2 separate regions of the Mus musculus genome follow, and region 1 is linked to region 2. The links are chromatin contacts, called in public promoter capture Hi-C maps. All regions are on one chromosome and are shown on one strand. Each heading gives the region's core, a stretch centred on a gene start, on an enhancer-like site or on the middle of the called end of the contact. The rest is flanking DNA. Distances are from core to core; before and after follow the strand shown. Region 1 overlaps Smg6 (Smg-6 homolog, nonsense mediated mRNA decay factor (C. elegans)). Region 2 overlaps Smg6 (Smg-6 homolog, nonsense mediated mRNA decay factor (C. elegans)).

Region 1 (6,623 bases), core at 1,279-3,778, 190 kb after region 2:
AGTGGGTTGGCATTGTAAAATCATCCCCTTTAACTTGTAAAAGAACCTTCCTAGAGACACAACCCATCAGCTACCTCAGCTACTGCATACCATGTCTCTTTCCCAGTTGTCTGTCAGTTTGCTCCTGTTGCTCAGAGATAACTGGACACTTAGCACTTTTCCTAAACTGGAGTTATTTCTCTCTTGCACACTTGATGGTCCTCATTGCTGCAAGTCTGATTTGGAGTATCTACTCTTTTTCTTTATTTTTAAGTCTTTTTTGTGCTTGCTCGTGTGTTTGCTTATTTTGGGGTTTGGTTTTGTTTTCTTTTTTTTTTTTTATTAGTTATTTTCCTCGTTTACATTTTCAATGCTATCCCAAAGGTTCCCCATACCCACCCCCCCAATCCCCTACCCACCCACTCCCCCTTTTTGGCCCTGGCGTTCCCCTGTACTGGGGCATATAAAGTTTGCAACTCCAATGGGCCTCTCTTTGCAGTGATGGCCGACTAGGCCATCTTTTGATACATATGCAGCTAAAGACAAGAGCTCCCGGGTACTGGTTAGTTCATATTGTTGTTCCACCTATAGGGTTGCAGTTCCCTTTAGCTCCTTGGGTAATTTCTCTAGCTCCTCCATTAGGGGCCGTGTGACCCATCCAATAGCTGACTGTGAGCATCCACTTCTGTGTTTGCTAGGCCCCGTGGTTTTGTTTTCTTGAGACAAGGTCTTGCCGAGGATGATCATGAGCCCCTGGTGCTCACCTCACACCACTCTGCCCTAGGACTGTGTCCCACCTCCCACCTCTCTGCCCTAGGAGTGCCTACACTTTCCCAGGGTGGCCCAGGCTGAGCTACAGTGGAGGGCTCCTGTGGAACTCTCCTTCCGGGTCAGTACATTTGAGTCCAGGCCAGGGCTGATCTGTCTGAATCTTAGCATTCCAGTTCCCCCCCTCACTCCCACCAGAGGCTTCTGCAGCTTTTTACTCGTACAAACAAAAATAAATGACACTACCGGCCTCTGAACTCCACAGCAGCATGCTTCCCCTTCTCCCTGAGCGTCCCATGGCTGTGAGTGGGGACTTGGCACTCTCCCCATCTACATCACTTTTTCACTCCCTGCGCATCCTGTGTCCTTCTCTCACCGTGCGACCCAGAGATCAGAATGGGACGTGACGGCCGGCACAGGCGCCGTGCACAGCTGCCAGGAATCTGACGGGTAAAATCTGGAAAAGTTGGGAGGGCAAATGCTAAACACACACAGCGCCACTCAGAAAGGGCCGGAAACACAGACACCCATCACAGAAAGCCTGACTCCTAAGCTCTTCTTGATCTGTCATTGTTTTTATTGGTACTGAACTAATCTTGTGACCCAGGTATTAATCCCCTTACCTGCTAAGCCCACTGGCACCCCAAAAGAAGAGAGAGCAACTTTGTCTAATCTCCTGAGACTCCATGAGGGCATGTGGGGAACAGGAAGCAGTTGTGTGGTGACTCACTGGGCAGAGCCAGGTTAGGGGAAGTTGTCTGCAGGCGTCCCTGAGACCGGATGAGGGCAGCCCAGCTCTGACCACCACACGCAGCTTGGCCCTGTCCCATTCCCAGGGAACCATCTGCTACCTCTTTGAGAGGCTATGGCCAGTTCACCTTTCTGGCCACAGACCATAGCTCTAGGTACCCAAGGAAATCAAGCTTCCCCAAACCTTACTCTAGGTTTTACATCTATCCTGTCTTCAAACGCCATGCTGCTCCCCAGCCTGCCTTGGCTGTCTGACTTACCACTAGCATATAAGGTGGCATGAGCCTGGTCTTAGGAACCCATTGTTCATCCAAGGTGAAAAACGACAGTTATCAGCATTCTTAATGGAAGTCTAACCAGGACTGCATGTCATTTCTCCAAGTAGGAAAACAGATGTAAGAGAGAGAGAGGTGGTGCTTCCTTAATTAAGACTATGGTTCCTGTCACTATAGGTGCTCATGTCTCCTGTCATCCACCAGTCATGTGGCAGAACTTATTATGTCCTCTCTCCCACAAAAACAACAACAACAACAACAACAACAAAAAACATATTTGAACAGGGCTTCAGAAAGAGCATTCTGGTCGATTTGTATGGAGGACAGAAGCCTGGGGGAGGGGAGCTACTTCTTGGCATAAAGGGCAGCAGAGTATCTGCTGGACCTGAGCAGGACATTTTCCTGTTCTTCTCAATGCCCCCACCAAGATTAGTAGAATGTGTGTTACTGTCCTTTTGCCAGTGCTCTGGGAATGACAGTGACCGAAAGCCCCTGGGAAGGTGGCTGACACTTTCCCCTTGTGAGGTGAGAACAGTTGGAGGGTTTCAGCAGACAGGGCCTCTTGGCCAAAACTTCTCATGCTGCCACTGTCCCGTGGCCTGTGTCTTCACCAACTGTGGTGGCAGTGGCAGCAACAACTTACTCATAGGGAAAGGTCTCTGGTAGGTCACCGAGAAGCCACCCCCATCCTTTGAAGGCATGCCCTTTCAGTTTTACTGTCACCCTAGTGAAGCCTAAGCAACCTTCTTGCTAACTGTTGGTGGCCAGGCCCAGCACCGTGGGCCCCATCTCAGTTGGCACGCACATACACTTCCTCTGTACTGTTTCTGGGTCTGTCTCCTTGTGGTTGCTATGTTTCAGAAGACCATAAGAGGGAGTGAGGGGACTGAGACTGACCCACCTGCTTTTCTGGATTCCCCTTGGTACCGGCTAGCTCCCTACATAGTCTGCCAGAGCAGATAAATTTCAGCCAGTCAATTTGCTTTCTGGCTATGATCCTCAGAGGAAATAGCACAATAATAAATATACTCTGTAGAGACAGATATACCCTAAACCTGTCCCATCAGGTCACTGCTACCCATGTAAGATTGCCAGACCAGAAGACACTGGGTGCTGCAAATGTTCACAGAATTCCACAGAAATGGAAAAGCCTATAACACAGATAGTCCCTGGCTTGTGGGCTTCTGGGGCTGACAGAGGTTGGTACACAGGCCTGCTGGTGGTAATTGGGGTAACTGTTGAATAATATGAGGTGGAGTGCTTTAAATTTTCATTATGGCACTTCAGTTTGTACTGGGATACAGCACAATTATGAAATCCTTAGTATCCTAGAGGACTTTCCTGAAGAGCCTAAGACAAAAAGCCCTGATGCCAAAGGGAAAATGAAGGTAGGACAGTGTTACTTGTTCAGAGTTCTTGTGGTAAAGAGTTAAAAGTAGAGCAAAAAAGCTGGGGGTGGTATGCCTTTAATCTCAGCAGAAGGTAGTGGCAGGCAAATCTCTGTGAGTTCAAGGCCAGCCTATGTACATATCAAGTTCCAGGACAGCCATAACTACATTTAGGAAATGCTGTGCAAAGCAAGGACAGGTGGTATAGCTATGATCTGATTGTTGTTCTCTGTGGGCTGGGCCATAACTTCCTTCTTTATGGATTTCTGCTGTAGAAAATGATAAGTAGCATTCTGCTAATACCCAGTTTTTAAAAATGTTTTTTACATTGTATGTGTGCACATGTATATTTGTAGGAGTCGAATCTTGTCAGTTCTTCTTTTTTTAAAGACAGGATCTCACTATGTAGTTCTGGCTAGTCTGGAACTCACAGAAATGAGTGTTTCCTCTTTCTGAGTGTTGGAACTTTAATTCCAACACTCTGCCATGTGTATATACTTTTAAAATTCAGATTTTATGTTAATTTCATTAGGATTGGAGTAGGTGGATGGTTGAAATGCACAATGAAGTGAGTTGGAATCACAAATTCTAGGGTTGTAGGTAGAGTGCTAACGTACTGAAGCCCTGGATTTGATACTCAGTACTGCATAGAACCAAGTATGAGTCTGGGCCAGCTTATGAGACCCTGTCTCATTTTAGACAGGGATAAGGAGGAAAGGAGGGAGGGGGAGGGAGGACTCTGATCTGAGTATTCAAGTGTTCGGATTGAGAACTACCCTGTAAGTGCTGCCTGTAATATGTGACTCTCCTTTCCTGGCCTAGTTACTTCCTCCCTTCTTACCTTTATGATCCTCTCAGAAACATGTTTTTAATATCATCAGTCTCCTTTCTCACTGACAGCTAGCATTTAGTGAGACTTCAGGCCTGGGCCATTTGGTCTGTGTGGATTTTGATTATACTGCTTAGCTCAGCCTGAAGGTCTGTCCCTCAGGCCTAAGGGGTGGCTGTGCCTCTGGAGGGGGAAGAGATGTGTGGGGGCAGGATGCTTACACACTGTTGAGTCAGGGGCCTGGCTCATCCGCCTGCTCACTCTCTTGCTCCCTCATATTCTGTGTCCCTGTAGGCTGTTTTGGAAGACCAGAGTCAGATGAGGCAGATGGAGCTGGAGATCAGACCCTTGTTCCTCGTACCAGATACCAACGGCTTCATTGACCACCTGGCCAGTCTGGCTCGGCTGCTGGAGAGCAGGAAGTACATCCTGGTGGTGCCCCTCATCGGTGAGCTGGGCGGGAGGACAGAGCAACCCTAGACATGCACAGCAGCCCCCTCTATACATGCCCAGAGCCAGGCAGGCTGACCTGGCTGTGCATGTGTAAGACAGGATTTGCAGAGAATGCGTGGGGCAAGGAAAATTGTTTAATAATCAGAGTAGTTCAAATTATTATGGCTGATCCATGGCTTAAACTGCTTGAGCAAATGGACTCCTGTGTCCCAGCAACCAGCGGCTGCATGAGCCCAGCCCTTGTTTTTTCCTTATAAAGCTTGCAGTAAAACAGCAAAGCTGGTTCCCGTTATTGGTAAACACTCAGCCCTGGCAGATAACGGCAGTGCTGCTGGGTGGTCTGGCAGGGAGGCTGGGAGGATTTTGAAGTGGTTAGATGCCTTTGGTCTGATTGTCTTGTAGCTTTTCATGATCATTCTGTTGGTTCGAGGTAACATTCTTCTGGCCAATGTCACCCTAAGGCCAGACTGACAGGAACCCTTTAGAGCAAGACCTTTGGCTCACGTCTTTCAGTTCCTACCACTTGGGCCATTGGTACTGGTTAGCATCTTGAAGTCCAGCAAGCCTGCTTTTCCTAGCTGAGTGCTCATGGGAGATTACTGGGTACCCCTAGTTCTTAAGCTGAATGGTAGGTCAGCCTCTGGTTGTGCTTTGATCTCTGAGTACCTGTCAAATACAGCTAATGTAGCTACTGCAGCTGATGGCTGTCCTATGGGGGGAAGGGGTGTGTACGATGATTGCAAAGACAAGGATCTTTAGTATCCCTCTGCCAGCAGCCATTTGAAGTAAGTTCGAGAACACTATTCTCTGAAAAAGGCACTAGACTGGCAGTCTGCCTGACAGGCCACCTCTGACATCCATGCCAAGATGTTCCATTGGGCCTTCCCTCCCAGTCCCAAGTGTCTTAGTGCCAGATGGGGGTGGAAACAAAGGGCAGGAAACATCCGCCCCTGCAGAGCCTGTAGAACCCTGGGGGGTTGTGGGAAACACGTTAGCACCACCTGAGAATGTTGGCACTGAAGCAGTCCTCCTCCCTCCCTGTCTTCCTTCCCCCTCCCCATGTGGCCTGGACAGAAGCTCTTAAACCCAGGCCCTTAGACCTAAGGGAAGGTTTGCTCCACTTCAAAAGAAGAGCAGCTTCTGTCATAAGGCCGAGCACCAGAGCCACACAGTGCCCTGAGCTTTCCACTGCCCTTCTGAGTGAACTGACTTACAGGCCATAGCACTGCACCTTCCTCCTAGGAGGTTTTTAGTTAGGAAAAAGAAAGTCGATTGGTCACTTTTGTTAGCTGGTCTGCACTTGGTATAACTGAGAAAGCTCACTGGTGTCTCAAGGAGGCACCTGCGAGTGGGAACATCCCTCTTCTGCCTTCCTATGCTAGCAGTCACCGGCGCTGCCCTGCTCCTCGTGTGCGCTTAGTCTCTTCGTTCCTAATAATTACAGGAAAAAGTCAGATCTGTGGCCCTTGGCCCTAAAGAGCTTAAGTTTGATAAAGAAATTTAGATTTGGTAGGAAAGGGATAAATGCTAGAGGATATATTTCAGAACATAGTGAGCCTAAGGGTACTAGCAACCGACCGATGCATTGCAGCCACACAGACTAGACACTGACCCTGTATCAGCTGGGCAGATCCCTATATTTCAAGGATGTAAGCAGAGCTCCTGTTCACTCATACTTTCCTTGGTGGACTCCTGCTTTCTGGCCAGAACAACAAAGGGTTAAGTGGAAAGCCTTCCCTGCTTGTGTCTTGTGCTCTTTAACCTGCTCTGTGCTCTTTAGGTCTGACCCCAGCATTGAGAAGTCCCGCCTGGTGCAGAAGCACAAACAAGCGTCCCCTTTGAAGCCTGTTTAGTTTGGAAGCAGGAAAGCAGATTTGGGGATAGAATACCAGTTTTTCCTGTTTGATGTTCTGTTTGCTGTACCATAACTGCTACACATTATCTGGACCTTTCAGCTTCATGGTGCTAAAAGCATGGGGGTGTGTCTGTGTGTGTGTGTGTGTGTGCACATGCGCACGTGTGTGTGTGTGTGTGTGTGTGTGTGTGTGTGTGTGTGTGTGTGTGTGTTCCCATATGGGCCCTTTCCAGAAAATGTTTCTGAATACCCAGACAATGAGTGCCAGGCTCACCATGGAACAGCATGCTCATGCCGACTCCCCAAGCCATGAATCATTGCACTAA
Region 2 (7,190 bases), core at 811-3,310:
ATATTTTGACTATATTCTCCCTCTATTCTCTTTCTCCAAGTCCCAGGGTTCCTCCCAGGGTTCTCCCTTTATATCTCCCCCCAATTTCATGTCTTCTTTTTTTAATTTTATTGAGTCTAATTAGTACTACCCATAGGTGCATAGCTGTGAGCTATCTATTGGTGAATAGACCACCAGCCACAGTCCCAAAGAACTCTCCCAGTAGCCACAGTTCCATATTTATTAAAATAAGTAAGTAGGTAATATATTATATATACATATACAATTTTTAGTCACCTTCCTTTCTCCTCCTCTTGTTATCACTAAACTTGGGAGAGCTTTCTGTGAATAATTTCTTTCAAATCAAGTGTATCTCTCAAGAGCCTGGTTTTTTAGTAACTTTGATTAATTTTCTTTAGTATCTTACATGTCAAAGTCAGGTAATATAGAGGTTATTTAAGAGTCTGGGCTTTGAAAATCTCTGATTTTAAGTCCTAATTTTATTAGCTGTTATCTCTGAGGTCTGAGGCCCAGTCCATAACTGGCTGAACTTCAGCCTCCTCATCTGAAACATGGCAGTAATGATAATGTCACTTCCCAAGGTTTGAAAGTAATAGTTTTTGCTTGAAAATTTGCGGATCTGGCTTGGATGTTTTGTGCTTTTTAAAGAACCAGCCATAGTACAGAGTTCTGAATTTATTTTCTTTCTTTCTTTCTCTCTTTCTCTCTTTCTTTCTTTCTTTCTTTCTTTCTTTCTTTCTTTCTTTCTTTCTTTCTTTCTTTCTCTTTTTTGTTTTTTGAGACAGGGTTTCTCTGTGTAGCCCTGGCCGTCCTGGAACTCACTCTGTAGACCAGGCTGGCCTCGAACTCAGAAATCCTCTGCCTCCCAAATGCTGGGATTAAAGGTGTGGGCCACCATGCCTGGCTGAATTTTCTTGTTTTTAAATTTTTAAAAAATTATACAGATGACATTTTTTCTTCAGACCCATCATTTCTCTCACTTTTCAGTGTCCCTTGTACAGTTGTGTGCTAAACTGCTGCTGCCGCTGCTGCCACTGCCATAATGTTAAAGAAAGCTGCTGTGTGGGTGGCACACAGGCATTGCCCTCCCCCTCCCAGCCACCCAGGACAACTATAGGTCAGAGCCTTAGGTTTGAAGCCTGGTCATATGGTACATCAGGTCATATGGTACATTTTGGAGTGCATTCTAGTTGTTGGGCATAGATCATGGTAAATTAAGTTTGCAGTTTCAGAACTCCTGTCAGGATGAAGGAGCAGAACCAGTGTTTACCCTCATTTCCTCTGGACAGTGTAGAATGTTAGAGAAAAATTTCATCTCTGGGTTTGCTAGTAAGCAGATGTTTCATGTCTGATAACCCAGTTTCTTTGTTGCTCTGTAATTATGTGATCCTGGTAGAGAAAGACGAATTGTTGGTTTCCTGGGTGTAAGGATTGCATGTTTGGTTGGCTTTGGTCCTTTTGTTTGTTTTGTTTTATTTTCATCAGGGTTGCCGTGAGTTGATTTCATGTCAGTTCCCATTTCACTTTTCTAGTTTGTAGTGTGAACCTCATGTTCTACTCCTTCACCTCAGAATCAAGTTTTAAAGTTGCTTCATGAGTGGAGATTAGGCAATAAGCCTGCGAGAGTTCATGGCAGCCTCCTTCCTATAGGACAAGGCTGCAGGTTGGCTCTGCTTTTCATAGGCTCTAGGAACAGTTCAGCTAGACTGCTGTTAAAGTTATAAGCAGGATTGGAGGTTTTCAAAGGATATAAACTGCTTTGTGTGGAGCAGCTCCTAACAAATCAGGCCTAAAGGCAGCCTCCTAGACTGTTGGACTGTGGGGCTGAGGTCTTTGTTTCTGTGGTTGACTGCAGTGAAGTTTCTCAGAGCATACTGGCCCTACCTTCAGACCTGTGGCAGCCCTTATGACCTCGGTCACCAAACCACTTCAGGGCTTTATTTTTATCCTGGCCTTTGGTTTTAAGATAGGAGGTTGGTTTTTTTCCTCTAAAGTTCTCTGGGGAAGAAACAGTGCCAGGGTGCAGTAGAGGCTGGTTAAACACCAAAACCACACTCTTCGTGTTTCTGGGCTTGAGACGTGACATAAGCTGTGCCACAAACACCAGCTTCCACGCTATGAAGAAGCTTCCGTTCATTCGCTTGTTTTGTACTTTTAGACAAGTAAAATGGTGTAGGAGGCAAATGTGCCCCTTCCCAGACACCACTAGATAGAATGCTAAGAGGGGACATTTTAAAAATCCAGCATTTTCCAACTTTAGTTTTTTCATCTTCTCCAAGGGTAATGGTGAGAACTCTCACAACTTACTAGGTCTCAGGAAGCCAGATTACCAACATATCCTGTTCGCGTGCATGTGTGTGTTCTGTTACCCACAGGCCACTTTCCACCCCACATGACCTTCAGTTACCATCCGGAAAGTCGGACCCAGATACCAGTCAGAATTTCCAAGCTTTGGTTTAATTTAGACATTTTAGAAATAGTAATGACAGTAATTGTAAAGAGAAGTCACTTGAGTAACATACAGAACAAGTATAAACAATACATCCTGAAGGAGGAAGGAGTGAGGTGGTGCGCTTTTCCAGTAATGTGCTTAAAAGTTAGCATTCAGGCCGGGTGGTACGCACGCCTTTAATCCCAGCACTCGGGAGGCAGAGGCAGGCGGATTTCTAAGTTCGAGGCCAGCCTGGTCTACAGAGTGAGTTCCAGGACAGCCAGGGCTACATAGAGAAACCCTGTCTCGAAAACCAAAAAAAAAAAAAAAAAGAATAAAAGAAAAAAAAAGCATTCAGAAGAAAACATGAAGCAGCTAAAATGTTCAGAGGAAGAGAAAGTAATCAGAGAACAATTTGGTTACAAATCAAACACATTTTTAAATTTTGGGGTCTTAATTTAAATTACTTTTTTATTTTTCCATTTCGTGTGTGTGTGTGCTCGCGTGCCTATGGAGGTCCAAGAACATCTTCTGGGAGTTGGTCTCTCTTTTTGTCACGTGGGTCCCAGGGATTGAACTCAGGTTGTCAGGCTTAGGGCAAGCCTTTGTCTGCTAACCTGTCTTCCCAGCCCCAATTCTTAGGTATTTAAACTTTTGTTATTTAAAAAGTATTTTTAGAGATTTAAAAAAATTATTTGTAGTTGTGCATATATGGGTATGGATATATATATATATATATATATATATATGTATATATATACATATATGTACACACACACACACACACACACACACACACACACACACGATGAGTCCAGATGCTGGCGAGGCCAAGAGGTATCAACGATCCTGGAACTGGAGGTGTAGGAAGTTATTAACTGCCAAATATGGGTGCTGGGAACCAAATTTGGGTCTTAACATCTGAGCCATTTCTCTAGTCCCATTAAATATTTTTAAATGAATTTTATGTGTATGGGCATTTTGTTTGAATGGCCAGAATAGGGCATCAGAGTGTCTGGAACTGGAATTACACACTCGTGTGAGCCACCAAGTGGATGATAGGATCTAAACCTAGGTTGTCAATAGCCAGTAGTCTTAAGTGTGAAACCAGTTATTATATATATTATTGACAGATCATGGTCACACATGCCTTTAATTTTGCCAATACAGAGGCAGAAGCAGGCAGATCTTTATGAGTTCAAGGCCAGCCTGGTCTTTGTATCAAGTTCCAGGCCATCCAAGTATACACGATGAGACCCTGTTTCAACAAAGAAATACACATTATATTATGTATATTATTTTATCGAAGTTGTTCATAACATAGTACTATACTTTATTTTACTTTTTTAAAGATTATTTGAACACAGAGATCTGCCACCATGCCCAACACATCTTTATTATTAATTTGTATGTGTGAGTAGCATAGGGGTGTGTGTTTGTGTGTGTGTATTTGCAAGGGTGCTACTTGTCCTGCCACTTTCCATCTTAATCTTTTATGGTTTCTCTGTAAACATGAAGCCCATATTTTATTAGTCAGCAAGCCCTAGTGCCCTCCTGTTTTCTTTCTTTCTATCACTTGGGCTACAGACATTTACAGGCTCATGCTCAGCATGTTATGTGGGTACAGACATGAGTGTGACCTTTGGTCCTTAGACTTTACAGGAAACACTTTTACCCAGTGAGTCTTCTCTTATCTCATTGCTTGATCCAGATGAAGTTGTTTATGCTGTCCATGCTAGTTTTAAATTAGTTTAAAATTCAGGCTTCCCCCAACCACCAATTCTTTCCTCACTGTCCTAGAAGCTGGGAGGGATCAAAGCAGTTAAGGTTGAGGGCCTTCTTATAAGACACTGCTAATGAAGGTTTTCGCACTCTTGTGATCACATAATCCTGTGTGTTTGCCACTTCAGGATCCATATCATTCCTGGCACTACCAGCTAAGTGCCATTAGTGATCCCCTCATATTTTCAAACACTCTCTGGGAGGAAGAGTGCTATTCCACTTAAGAATTATGAATTTGGGGGCTTGATGATATTAAAAAAAAACAAAACCCACCTTGTTAGATTTCTTCCATCATTTCCTCTTAGAGAAACTGCCTTGTGGTTTGATCTTCATAGAATAAGTCAACAATAGGGAGAATTAGAGTATCTGGTAGAAAAGGGAACATGCCTAGTAGAGTTTTAAGGAAACCATTTATTGAGTGCATTGTCCAGTTGCCTATTTTAGAGTCAGTGAGACTGATTTATAACTTATGAAAAGTTTGTTTTGATGTTACTCATACTTTAAAAAGCTTGTTCCTCTCTATGTGAGAAGTTGCTGTCTTTGGCCTTAGTGTCCAGATGATGTTGAAGATTGTGGGAATTTGTATGGTATATTTGAGAGAGTTGTTCAAAGCCAATGTAAAGATATAGTTTTGGCATCTCATGAATAACCTGATATCCTGACTTAAGCCAGAACTCTGGCATTAGAGAATTTCCAGCATGGGAGAATTGACTACGAAAAGTCCTCCTCTGGCTCCTTACCAAGTTAGACAAGGGAGCAATCAGCTGCTGAGTTGCAGCCAGCTGGCATGTTTGTGAGGGTGTACTATAAATTGTCCCTTAGGATCTAGTTTTTGAAGAGCCTTCCAATAAGAGTGAGTCCTGTACATTGGACCTGTGAGTCTGCAGCTGTGATGTAGGAAGGACTATACAGTAACACTGGCTGTTGTGTGGGTAGGAAACTGCACCAACCTTCATGTGTCCCGTGTGGCCTTTCTCATGGTTTCCTATACTGGTTTTGTTTCTGCCCTTTCTCTTGGGGGGGATATATCCATAGTTCTCTTGTTCTGCATTCTTTCCCTTCTCTTAAACATTGCAGAACTTCATCTGTCTACTTTGTTTTCACTGTTTTGGATATGATGTTTCAGCTAAGATGAAGACTATGAAATAGTTGTTTTCTTGGCTCATATTCTTTCTCCAGTCTGTGGACTGTTTTTGGCTCCTGAGGGATACTCTGGGTTTTTCCCATTTTGGAAGCTTTTTATTTTACTCATAAATATTTAATATTGAAGTTACTGCTCCGTTTTATCCTCCTGAGAATTAGTGTATAGACTCTAGATCAGAAGGAATTAAAAAGATCCAGATCTGATGCATTATAAAGTATTATTAACAACACTTCTATTTTTAAGTGTCTCCATGATTTTTAAATTGTTTTTTATCGTGGATCTAAATGTATTAAGCATCTAATATAGGAACCATTAGACATCTGTCTGTCATTTATGCCTATAATTGCCATATTGTATGTAACTGATACAGCTATGTAACTGACATATTATATTGGTCACTGGTAGTATTACTTACTCATTTGTATTTGGTATACACTCACCTTACATTAAAACGAATAATGATTTTTGTGCTACATGATGCCACCTGTGGAAATTATGGTAGAAATTTTTCATGTTTTCAGTGCTATAAAATTAGCTAAGTGCATTTATGAACTTATTTATAGAGTAATTTTTTAATTGTAGAGAGGTTATAGCTCAACTAAACTGGTAACTTCCTCTAATAACTATAAAGAACTTGCTGGAATGTATTTTGGGTGGTAACTTTACTACTGATGACCTCTTTATCCTCCCACTCCAACTCCTCTTCCTTTTCTAAAATCTATTTTGTCTTCTGGCACACCTTTCTATGTTGCCTTAAATAACTGCCTTTATAATTTTATATTGGCATTTTTCTTTTTTTCCTTTTTGACCTATTTATCTAGTTATAAAAACTATTTTAGGGTTAATTAATATTTTCTGAGAGATTCAAATTTTCCTCCTTGTTCAGATAATCTCTACAGATTTTTTTTGGGGGGGGGGTTCGAGACAGGGTTTCTCTGTGTAGCCCTGACTGTCCTGGAACTCACTCTGTAGACCAGGCTGGCCTTGAACTCAGAAATCTGCCTGCCTCTGCCTCCCGAGTGCTGGGATTAAAGGCGAGCGCCACCATGCCCGGCTCTTTCTACAGATATTAAGCTAGTAATTTTTTCAAGGTGTTGTATGTAGGGAAGTAAATGATGTTGGTCCTTACCTCAGAGGTACATTATAGTCAGAGAAATGGATCTATAAGTACTTAAAATGAAGTATTGCATAGGTATAGTGTTATAAAGGGGAGAAGGAAATTAAGGGTGATCAGAGAAAAATAGCAGAAAGATAATCTGAGTCCTTAATTTTGAAGAGTGGAAGAGGTTCTGTAGGTAGATATGGGGGCTGGAGGTACAGGCTCAGCAGTTTAGAGCTTATACTATTGTAAAGAACCCAAGTTCAGTTTCTAGAACACATGGTGGCTCATAACCACCAATTCTAGCTCCAGAGGAACCTGATACCCATGGCCTGAGGGTACTGCATTCATATGCACATATTCATAAACACACTTTTAAAAAAAAGCAGATATGGACAGCAAGGAACAATGTAGATAAAAACATGGTATAATTAAAAACTTCATGGAATCCTAGCATTACAGTCTTTTTTTTTTTTTTTTTTTTTTTTTTTTTTTATTGAGACAGGGTTTCTCTGTATAGCCCTGGCTGTCCTGGAACTCACTCTGTAAACCAGGCTGTTCTTGAACTCAAAAATCCGCCTGCCTCTGCCTCCCAAGTGCTGGGATTAAAGGCGTGCGTACCATGCCCGGCCCTGGCATTACAGTCTGTATGTACCAGCTCTTCAGGAAGCTGAGGCATGAGGGTTGCAGTTTCGTTATCAGACAATTAAATATTAAGACTCCCATCTTAAAAA

Evidence for each region. Capture Hi-C pulls out chosen DNA fragments and counts their contacts.
Region 1: a promoter capture Hi-C map of adipose tissue shows a contact between it and region 2. The contact joins two enhancer-like sites. A contact is called at or near these places in 3 of 39 promoter capture datasets (cancer-associated fibroblasts, embryonic stem cells and neural stem cells), 5 of 15 datasets of contacts at CTCF or cohesin (CD8 T cells, the NIH/3T3 cell line, embryonic stem cells and 1 more), 80 of 484 Hi-C or Micro-C datasets (the AML12 cell line, B cells, the C2C12 cell line and 52 more), 35 of 115 datasets of contacts at active chromatin or transcription factors (CD4 T cells, CD8 T cells, the HPC-7 cell line and 24 more) and 4 of 9 other capture datasets (adipose tissue, embryonic stem cells, liver and 1 more).

Annotation. Positions count from the first base shown.
Region 1 is chr11:75,151,878-75,158,500 of GRCm38.p6, forward strand. Smg6 (Smg-6 homolog, nonsense mediated mRNA decay factor (C. elegans)) reads left to right here. Exons shown (of 19, transcript NM_001002764.2): 16 at 4,284-4,437. Among named protein-coding and RNA genes, the nearest start is that of Hic1, 15 kb to the right of the region's middle. Within about 2 kb of position 2,529, at least 107 of the 459 cell types and tissues checked have an H3K27ac peak or open chromatin away from gene starts, as enhancers often do. A contact at or near this core is called in B cells, CD8 T cells, the MNK3 cell line and 10 more, where this site is marked.
Region 2 is chr11:74,958,096-74,965,285 of GRCm38.p6, forward strand. All of the region lies in intron 8 of Smg6 (Smg-6 homolog, nonsense mediated mRNA decay factor (C. elegans)), which reads left to right. Among named protein-coding and RNA genes, the nearest start is that of Srr, 36 kb to the left of the region's middle. Within about 2 kb of position 2,061, at least 73 of the 459 cell types and tissues checked have an H3K27ac peak or open chromatin away from gene starts, as enhancers often do. A contact at or near this core is called in B cells, CD8 T cells, the MNK3 cell line and 10 more, where this site is marked.